Regions from separate parts of the Canis lupus genome. Here region 2 is linked to region 1. A link is a contact called in public Hi-C data. All regions are on one chromosome and are shown on one strand. Each heading gives the region's core, a stretch centred on a gene start, on an enhancer-like site or on the middle of the called end of the contact. The rest is flanking DNA. Distances are from core to core; before and after follow the strand shown.

Evidence for each region. Hi-C and Micro-C count contacts between places; a contact is called where the count stands out from the background.
Region 2: a contact with region 1 is called in a Hi-C map of blood, with 2.1 times the contacts expected there. The contact joins two enhancer-like sites. A contact is called at or near these places in 2 of 9 Hi-C or Micro-C datasets (both in blood).

The regions. Positions count from the first base shown.
Region 1 is chr31:12,656,538-12,661,371 of UU_Cfam_GSD_1.0, reverse strand. No RefSeq gene overlaps it. Among named protein-coding and RNA genes, the nearest start is that of NRIP1, 270 kb to the right of the region's middle. Within about 2 kb of position 2,886, at least 6 of the 20 cell types and tissues checked have an H3K27ac peak or open chromatin away from gene starts, as enhancers often do. A contact at or near this core is called in blood, where this site is marked.
Region 2 is chr31:12,767,580-12,772,401 of UU_Cfam_GSD_1.0, reverse strand. No RefSeq gene overlaps it. Among named protein-coding and RNA genes, the nearest start is that of USP25, 220 kb to the left of the region's middle. Within about 2 kb of position 1,556, at least 2 of the 20 cell types and tissues checked have an H3K27ac peak or open chromatin away from gene starts, as enhancers often do. A contact at or near this core is called in blood, where this site is marked.

The sequences.
Region 1 (4,834 bases), core at 1,637-4,136:
GGCAGAGGGAGAAGCAGGCTCCATGCACTGGAAGACCGACGTGGGATTCGATCCCGGGTCTCCAGGATCGTGCCCTGGGCCAAAGGCAGGCGCCAAACCACTGAGCCACCCAGGGATCCCTCCCCTGATTTTTTTAAATGTGCAAGTATTTCTTCTATGATAAAAAAGGATCAATGCAAATTTCTGTACAGATTTACTCTATGGCATTTCATCCCGCCTATAATTTCCTTCTTTAAAAAATTGGAGAGCTAAGAGTATTTGAGAGAATATTTAACATGTTTCCCATCTTCCGACCAGACTATTCCCATACAAGGTCTTCTACATACATTACTTGCTAGAGAATGGTATGAGCTGGAGAGCTCAGCAGAGCAATTGTTTACCATCCCTCAGCCGCCTCATCCTGACCTCTCCTGGTAAAAGTTCAGTGTCTCTGGAACATAAGGAATACTGTTTCTTTTAAACATTTCCACAGGGAGCTACTGACCTCTCCTTCTTTTTGTTCCTCTGGTCTTAAGGACACTTTAGCCAAGTTAATATTGAAGACTTCAACTCTTACAGGCAGTCTGATGGTGCAAGGGTAATTTTGTGTACTGTAATTTCAAAAATTAAAAAAGAATACCCAGGCACAGGGCCATGTTGTCTTCCACTACTCAGTAGATTGAAATTGGCCTGTTCCTAGGAAAGGTTTTCTGCTTGAGTTTGGAAAGTTGGTGCAAGGAAGGCTGACAACAGGCTGTTTGGATAGGTGTTCAATTAGATTTTCCTGTTTAGGTGGCACTGAGCTGATATGCATTTTTGAGTGATTTAGTGCATTTTGATTTTCAATTTTCTGGGTCATGTTTTCAAGTGCTATGGAAGCCAAAAGAACAGACTTGATGAATGAGTGACATCAAAGAGGAAACAAAGCATTCCTAATAGATTGAAAGAACTCCAAGAAAATATTCACAGGTTTCTTCTTCATTTATCTTTTAGTGGACATTCTTACCATGGCCATTCGTTTCCTTTCTCATTCTTATGAGTTCTGTCATTTATTCATTTATTCCTTCATTTGTTTGCTAATTGACAAATGTTTACTGAGTGCATGCAAAGTGCCCAGGGATACAAGAATACCAATAACAGCTACCATTATCTGAACTTCTCTGGTTTGTGGCACTGTATGCACTTCATGGCTAGCCTGTAAATGAGATGTAATGTTATTTATTTTCTAGATGAATAAAATGAGACTCAGAATTTAAACTCAAATTATCATGGATTCAAAAACCCAGACTCATTTCACTAAATTACTCTGCCTCCAGAATTATATCTTAAAGACAAACTAAAAAGGTCTCTTAATGATCAGAACAGTATAACAAGCTGGAAAGTTGGAATTCTGGTCCTGGCACTGACAAACTAGACTTATAATCTTGCAGAAGACACTTTATCTATAAGAGATCTATGCATAAATCCTCTATAAAAGAGGAGATGCATTAAATTACATTTATGGTCCTTCCAGTTCTAAACATTTCTAATTCTTTTTTTTTTGTTGCTTCAAAAACTATAAAGTTGACTTAATAGTTCAAGTTTCAGATATCTTATAATTTTTATGAATTATGATTTTGCCGCCCATTTTGTCTCCTTTCTAACTAGCTCATCAGTTAAGCTCTGAAATAAAAATGAGGAGTATTGGGAACTTCATCTGGGGGGAGTCCGATGTTGAACTGCCAATGAGGAGCCCAAATAACATTAAGCGACTTGCAAGACTGTCGGCTTTTAGGCTCCAGTTTTAACTTTCCATTTGGCACTGGTCTTTGACCATGACAATATAACGATTTTCTCAATTTGGTGATTTTTAAATATTTTAATCTTAATTAAAGAATAAAGAAAAAAGTTGTGCTTGCGGAGCTGGAACACTCGCCAGGCATGAGAAAACTATATCTCAGCTGTATGTCCTGTTACACGATGTTCTTGGAACTTCTCATATGTCGTTCTCTCTGTTCATGTGCAATCTGATAACTCACTACAATGAGCAAATGAAATATTTATATATGCTGCCACACAGTCGGTCCATATGTGCAAACGATTGCAAGTTCCTCAGTAGCATTTAGCATCACCCACTGTTATGTTAGTTTCTTGAAATAGACCTTCTGGCGCCTTATAGGAAGTATACCCCCAAATCATGCAATTTCCTTGTTTTGCATGTTTATCGTAGAGCTGAAGTCAGCCTTGCTGAGGTAACCTGTTTGTTCTCTAACAAAATTCAGCACCGCCAACATCATTAAGTTCTCTTTCTTCCCTCTGTGTTAGTTAGGCATTTAACTTACAACCTACACCGTGTTCCAAAGAGCGAGTTCATCCACTTGGGCTAGCTGGTTACTCTTTTATTTATAAAAATTCCAATCATTGTCCCAGCACAACTGATGGAGAGCTCACACTGAGAGCCCCATAATGGGAATTAAAACCTTCAACAGAAACGCACGCTAGAATCAGCACATGAACAGTCAGAAAAGTTTGTTGACTTCTTAAATAATTTCCCGAAACTGAAAACCCATAAATGGAAGGCAGGCAAGCCTCTGATTCACTTTGGAATTAAATCAAGAGACATCCAGCAGTTGAAGGAATGTAGGGCAGCTGCCCTCAATAAAATATTAGTATGTAGGCTCCCGCCCCTCCTAGGGCCGATCACATTACACTGAGTAAATGAAAGTGAAAGGAAGTGAGTTCTACCTGCAAGTTTAGGTTTGTGTGCAGCCTTATTTACCAGAAAAGCTCAGACCAATTATATCATTAAGAGGAAGAGAAAGAGACAGAGACAGAGAGAGAAGTGGGGGAGGTGAAGAAGTACGTGAGATGAGTGGCATGTGCCTGGGGCTGGGTTCTGGTATCGGGTGCTACTGAACTAATGATACAGACGATCCAAATTGCTGAAGTGTGATGAGCAGAGAAAGGTCCTGATTATTAGACCAATACAAATAAGAATGTCTCTAACCAAACACAGGTGATGCCTAGTTTCAGGAGCTATTGATGTCATTAATTTACAACCGCTATGTTTTTTATAATACAAACCTTGTTAATAATGCAAAATCTCTCGAAAGGTACAATTCCACAGCTCTTAAGAACAACCTTGAAAAGTAGGTACATTATACTACAATAATGGTGTCGTGTCACTAGAGTTTGAAGCAGGGAGGGATGCATTATTTCCTGTCTTTTTATATCGTAATAGATTTGTGGTGGGATGGTTTAAGAGGCTCCTGCTGTCTCAAACTGTTCCCTTCAAGCACTGACCATGAAGTGGGCCCTGGGACGATTTGGACACTTAACATTCTCAAGGACAAAAATCTCTTCCAATGTGGCAGAGAGAGCAGGAAGGGAAGAAGAGAATATTTGATCTTTCTGCTTTACTGCCACCAAGGCAAACTCAGAGCCACAAGAAAGGCAGAAAAGTGGAGATTCCAATGCTCTGCTTGCAGTGCCTAATTGTGCACTGTTTAAGTTAATGGCATGAATGCCTACAAAGGAATAAAAATATGCAGCGCTATTTAAGCAATGGTTTAAACAAATATAGCTTATTTTCAGTTAAAAGTGCTAACTTGGCCACTCACAGCCAAATCTCTTTGCAGGGCCTGTCGGCTACACTGTTTTCCCCACCATGACAGATTGGATTTAATTGAAAAGTTGCTAGTTTAGAGCTGTCGCTGAAAACTTGCATGGTGAAATGAAAACAGCCTGGTGATTGTCCTTCAGTCTATTTTTATACAGCCTCTTTATCCTGGTCATCATTTTTTTTTTTTAGAAACCAGTATAAATATTTCCCAAAGCCATCAAAAATCTTGCATGAGAGGGAGTACTCTCTTCTACTAAGTTCAAAGTCTCAGAGATTGTTACTGTTCTTGATTCTTGTGGGGTTTTTTTCCCTCATCGATGAACTTTCTGTGCCCTATTTGTGATAGAGGATGATTTTTAAAGAACTGTGTGAAACCTAGTTAGCATGCTCTCTTAATGAGGTGAACTGAGCAAACTGGAATATTATATTCTATAAATATATATTTATATATATTTATATAGGAATAAATATAGGAATAAATTTATATAGGAATATATAAAATATATATAGGAATAAATTTTTATATAGGAATAATATAGGAATAAATATTCTATGGGACAGTGAGATAGTTGAAGGTAAGGTTTGAAAGGCTGAAAATTAAGGAGTTGACATTTATTTTTCCTAAATGTCTATTTCAACACATACTACTGTTAAAAGATAAGCTTTTAACAGTAAAAAAATTTAATAAAAATTTTTAAGGGTTTATTTGAGCAAAAATGGATTCAAATCGGGCAGCATCCAGTCTAGCAGATAGAAAGGAGTTGCTGCACAAAATTAAAGACTTGGACAGGCAGAAGGGAACAGGAACCAGAAAGTTACAGTAGGCCATAAAATGAGTTGGTTGTTGTAAGATTGCTTTCCTTTAAGGAATGGCAAGAGTCTAGCGAGCAAGAGTGCAAGCTTCCCCACTAATGCTGGTCAGGTGAGACCTGATTGGCTGGTTTAAGGTACCAGTTTTGGGAGCACTGAAACTGTAATGAAATAAGTCTCAGTTTGGTGATGTGGGGCTTTGTATAAGTAACTCCATTTGGGACCTATTTTCTTGTTTTTAACACTGGTACATGTGATTTTATCTTCATGGACAAAACAGGTCTTGGTAAATTGTCATCTAATGGTCAAAATTCCTTCACAAAATTAACAGGAGATTTCTATGTTTAGAGACACACTGTATGCAAGCTTTATAAACTTGTTCAAGGGAAATAGAAAACAAGGTTGCTATCTGGAAAGTAATAACCCACCTGCTTTTTGGTAAAC
Region 2 (4,822 bases), core at 307-2,806, 110 kb before region 1:
TCCTTCTAGCAATTTAACAAACTTGAGGGTGATCTTGGAGACCCCCTCAAGGTTGCAGTTAGTGTTGGAAGGGAGGATGGTCATGAAGACGCCTGAATCTTTCAGCTGGCATTAATAAGAAGAGAGGAAGGCAGATCTGATAGCTGCTTTCAAAAATACTAACAATAGCCACTACTCATTTATTACAAGAGAGAAATGTCTCATGACTTTTTTTAAAAGAGATTCCATATTTCAGTTGACCTCATAAACCAGAGTTTAGATAATGAGTGGCTGATGGAATATCCTTGTTGAACACTCTTGATTTAAATAATATTGGCTGGTGGTTAAATGAATATGATCACACTTTTGAATTTTTTTAGTAAAAATTCTGTTTCAGTAACTGTTATCACTATTACCCTTTCTAAAGGCATTTTGAAATTGAGGCAAGGTTGGATTAGTTATATGTAAATTTTCACAGAGTTGTTGCTTGCCATTGTACAACCTAAAGAGGATTGATTTTATATTTACATATATATGACTGGTTATATGAATATATTTATTTTTTAAAGATTTATTTATTTATTTATGATAGACAGAGAGAGAGTGGCAGAGACACAGGCAGAGGGAGAAGCAGACTCCATGCAGGGAGCCCGACACGCGACTTGATCCAGGGTCTCCAGGATTGTGCCCTGGGCCAAACGCAGGCGCCAAACCGCTGAGCCACCCAGGGATCCCCTGAATATATTTAAATGTAGAGGAAATCTCTTCACTGTCTGATAAGACAGAGCAAATCTCACCTATGTTTGAATTTGTGTTCATCTGCCTGTGTAAAACGAAGGCTGAAGAAGCATGCCCACCCTTTTATTTTTTATTTTTTTGGTCTTTCTATGTCAAATTCATTAAAATCCCCTGAATCTAAAATTCTGCCTTTTAGTATGACTTATGTTTAATACCAAATAAAGAATATTTAGTACTTACCACATTTTATAGATTATCTTTTAGGATAGATGCTTTTGAAGTCAGAGCCACTGACTTCAAGATATAGTAGCAAGTTAAAATTTGCTTTTAAATTGTTTACTAAGTCACACTAAGTTGTAATTCAGAGTTGTTCTTTAATCACTATTCAAAAATACACAAAATTGTAAGAATCCTGTATATATATGATTGGTAATGGTAGTTTTACAATCTGTTAGAAGGATTAAGGTAGAAGAGATGTATATTTATAAATTATATCATCAAAAGGCCTAAGATAAATTTTCAAAAATAATTTTTAAAGAGCATACTTGGTATGGTAGACAGTTCCTAAGATGGTTCCCAGTGATCTCTGCTTCCTCCTATTCACACCTTTTTCTATCCTCCTTCATTAGACCTAAGCATTTACTTCTAAGGGATCTCACTTCCAAGATCAGGTTGTAAAAAACAGTGATTTCCATTTTGCTCAAATTCTCTCTGGGGTTTTCTTGTTTGCTCATTTGGGAAGTCAGCTGCCATGTTTGATGCCAACCTGTAGAGAGGCCACAAGGGGCAGCCTTCAGGCAACAATCTGCACAGATCTGAAGCCTTCAGACCAATAGCAAATGAGGAACAGAATCTTGTAAACAACCACATGAACTTGGCAGATCCATTTTCAGCTGGGTGTTGAGATGATAGTCACTTCCTCCTTACGAGAAACTCAGAGCCAGAGGACTCAGCTAAGCCACAGAAAGTCCTGATGCACAGAAACTGTGAAATAAATGTTGTAAGCCATTATTTTTTAGGATAATTTCTTATGCAGCAAAAAGATAATTAATGCATCTGGGCTTAAATGTCATCTTCACTCCTTTGTTTTTTTTTTTTTTTTTCTAAAGATTTTATTTATTTATTCATGAGAGACACACAAAGAGAGAAAGAGAGGCAGAGGGAAGCAGGCTCCATGCAGGGAGCCTGATGTGGGACTCAATCCCATGTCTCCAGGATCACGCCCTGGGCTGATGGCAGCGCTAAACCGCTGAGCCACCCGGGCTGCCCATCTTCATTCCTTTGTAGCAGTGCAATTGTAAGTTTGCAGGTTACCTCAGCTTTTTGTGCCTTGATTTAGATATTTGTGAACTCTAGGGATAATAGTAGTGGCTACCTTATGAGGTTATTGTGAAAACCAATACAGTGAATTGATCCATAGTATGACTATATAGCAGAAGCTCAATGAGGGTTAACTTTCATTGACACTGGGCTAGGACTTGTGTAGAAATATGCGACAGCAACTGGCAGTGGGGGGTTTCTAAGCTGAGAATAAATCACTTGGGTGATGGCATCTGATGTAACTATCAGTTAAATCTGATAGTATCTGAATGATTAATTCAGAAAACTTGAAAAAAAAAAAAAAAGAGAATATGCTGCAATTGAAGGCTCGGGTTCCTATTTAGCTCCAGAATGTTTAAAATATCACTGTAAAACCTGACAGATGCGTTACACTCTTAAGGTATAGGCATCCCATTCTGAAGGTAGGAAGAAGTTCGAGGTCAGTAGTGGTGATGATTAGAAAAATGTATAAAAGGAACTCAGTATTTTCCCCTATCATTAGCTTTCTCCTGTGGATTCCTTGGGTACCCAAGAGCTGTGAATTAGGATTGTTTGTCACAAAAGCAAACAAAATAGATTTATTGTACTCATCAGTTTATCATCTTCCTCTAATACATTAAAGTATTACCTGTTAAAAATGTGTACATACAATAAGTATTCAGTAAGCATTAAATCAAGTCTGTGGTGTTCTTGCTAGTCAAGCTAAATAATCCAAATACTCTTCTACCCTGAACTCCTTTTTCTGGCTATTTTTCTTTTCCTCATGCATTTACTTGTGGAATATTTAAAAAAGCTAAGTCATGCATTTGGAGAGAAGTTTAGATGGCCAAGATTAAGAGGACAGTTATGCTAGGGTCCCTCTAACATAATTTAATTTGGGGGTTCTAGAGTTCCAGAAATCTTTCTGCTAGGGTAGAAAGTCATTTTAAGAGGACGTGATTGACTGGCGGCCCTTGCCTGAGTAATTTGTATTCTCATACCAGCCAACTGCAATAACATCAACTTGAAGTGATAAGGATACTGCTAAATTTGCTTTAATTAATGTCAGGTCCCTGAGTAATAAATCACCATTAATTCGTGAGTTAGGTTTTTTGGAAATGGCCTAGTCTTTTTGGCTGTCACTGAAATTTGGCTGGGAAAGTCTCCCACTTGTGGAGGCCTGTCTGCTCAATCATTTTCTTCACTGTTCTTAGTTTTTCAAGGTGAGACTTCATCTGGGTTGAAGGTATGCAGAATCACTCTCATTTTCTTAACCAGAATCCCGTCAGAGCGTTCTTAACATTGCTACCCTTCACCTTAAGATCTGTCAGACTTAACATCTATCAGAAGAACTATTAACTAATTTATTTTAGACACTTTGGCAATTTTTCATACACTTCCTTATGGCTTAGCTGGATCCTCCGGCTTCAGGTTTCTTATAAGTTTCATGATATAATATGGATTTTGAGAAAGGAATATACCTACATCATCAAAAATACGTGGACTTCTCAATTTCATTTCTCAACATTTTCTTGAGATGGCAAAAGGAAACACAAAACCTGCATCTCTCTGTAATTGAGAGATGCATTTTGGGGTTGCATACTTTTAGAAGAGATTGTGTGTGTGTGTGTTTGTGTGCACGTGTGTGTGTGTGTGTGTTTGAAATTCTCTTAGCTATTTGGTATGTCCTTCTTTAATTGAGTTTCTTTGTGCTGGTTGGCCTTGCAAGGAATTCTCTTCTCAACTTTGGGTTACTCGTTACTCTCATTGAACAGGTTCTTACTTCTGGAGGCTCTGTTCCCTGAGGTTCCACTTTCACCTTGATTTTGGCTTACAGCTCATGCTTCTACTGGTTGACTTTATTCTGCTTTGTGGTTTGCACTATCATGTGCATGTAGGTAACACATAGGTAAAATACTGGTCTGGCCTGATCCTGTGGAATTTAACATTTTGTGTAATTATGTTTCCTTGATATTTAGCTGTAGGGCATTTCAAATGTTGTTAAATCTGAAAAACACCAAATAACATAATCAAACAATTAATATGTGAATGTCATGAATTCTAGAATCCTCTTAATAGTGATAATTTGTACTAGTTCTTTAGATTCTTGAAGAAATATTGTTTAACACAGGGTAACAAAGAAACTGAGCTTTCTTAATGTAGTACACTGTCATTCAATGAATATACTAAAGCTACCACATTAGGAACCTGGCCAAGCTATTAAGTCAATTTTCAATTAATTTGGTGGGATGTGGGGGCTGAACAAGATCTGGCTGAAAGTAGTAAGCCTAACACTGACACCTGACACTCACCACAGAAATTTAACTGAACCTCATTTTCACATCCATTAATTCAATGAAAGGTGGACAGTTGGACTAGGGAATTTCTTAAATCCTTTCCATTGCTGGCATTCTATGAAATCATACTTAATGTCTATCTATATCCAGTGCATTTGCTTATTTACTTCTGGAAGGAGGAGGTGCAAATCAGGGTATAAAGAGTAAGTTTAGGTTAGAAGAAGAATTAAACCATTCATGAAAATAGAGAAGAAAATTATCTGTGCATTTGTGAATTTACATAGCATCTTCTAATATCATAAGAGGTTTAGGATTAGGTGTTCACTGCTAAACAAACGCATATTTTCCAGCCAACTTTTTTCTTTGGCTTCAGTAATTTTTTTTAAGATTGTATTTATTTTAGAGAAAGAGAGAGTGAGAGCAAGCATACAAGTAGGGGAGGGGTAGAAGAAGAGATTCTCAAGCAGACCTTGCACTAAGCACAGAACTTGCCATGGGGCTTGATCTCA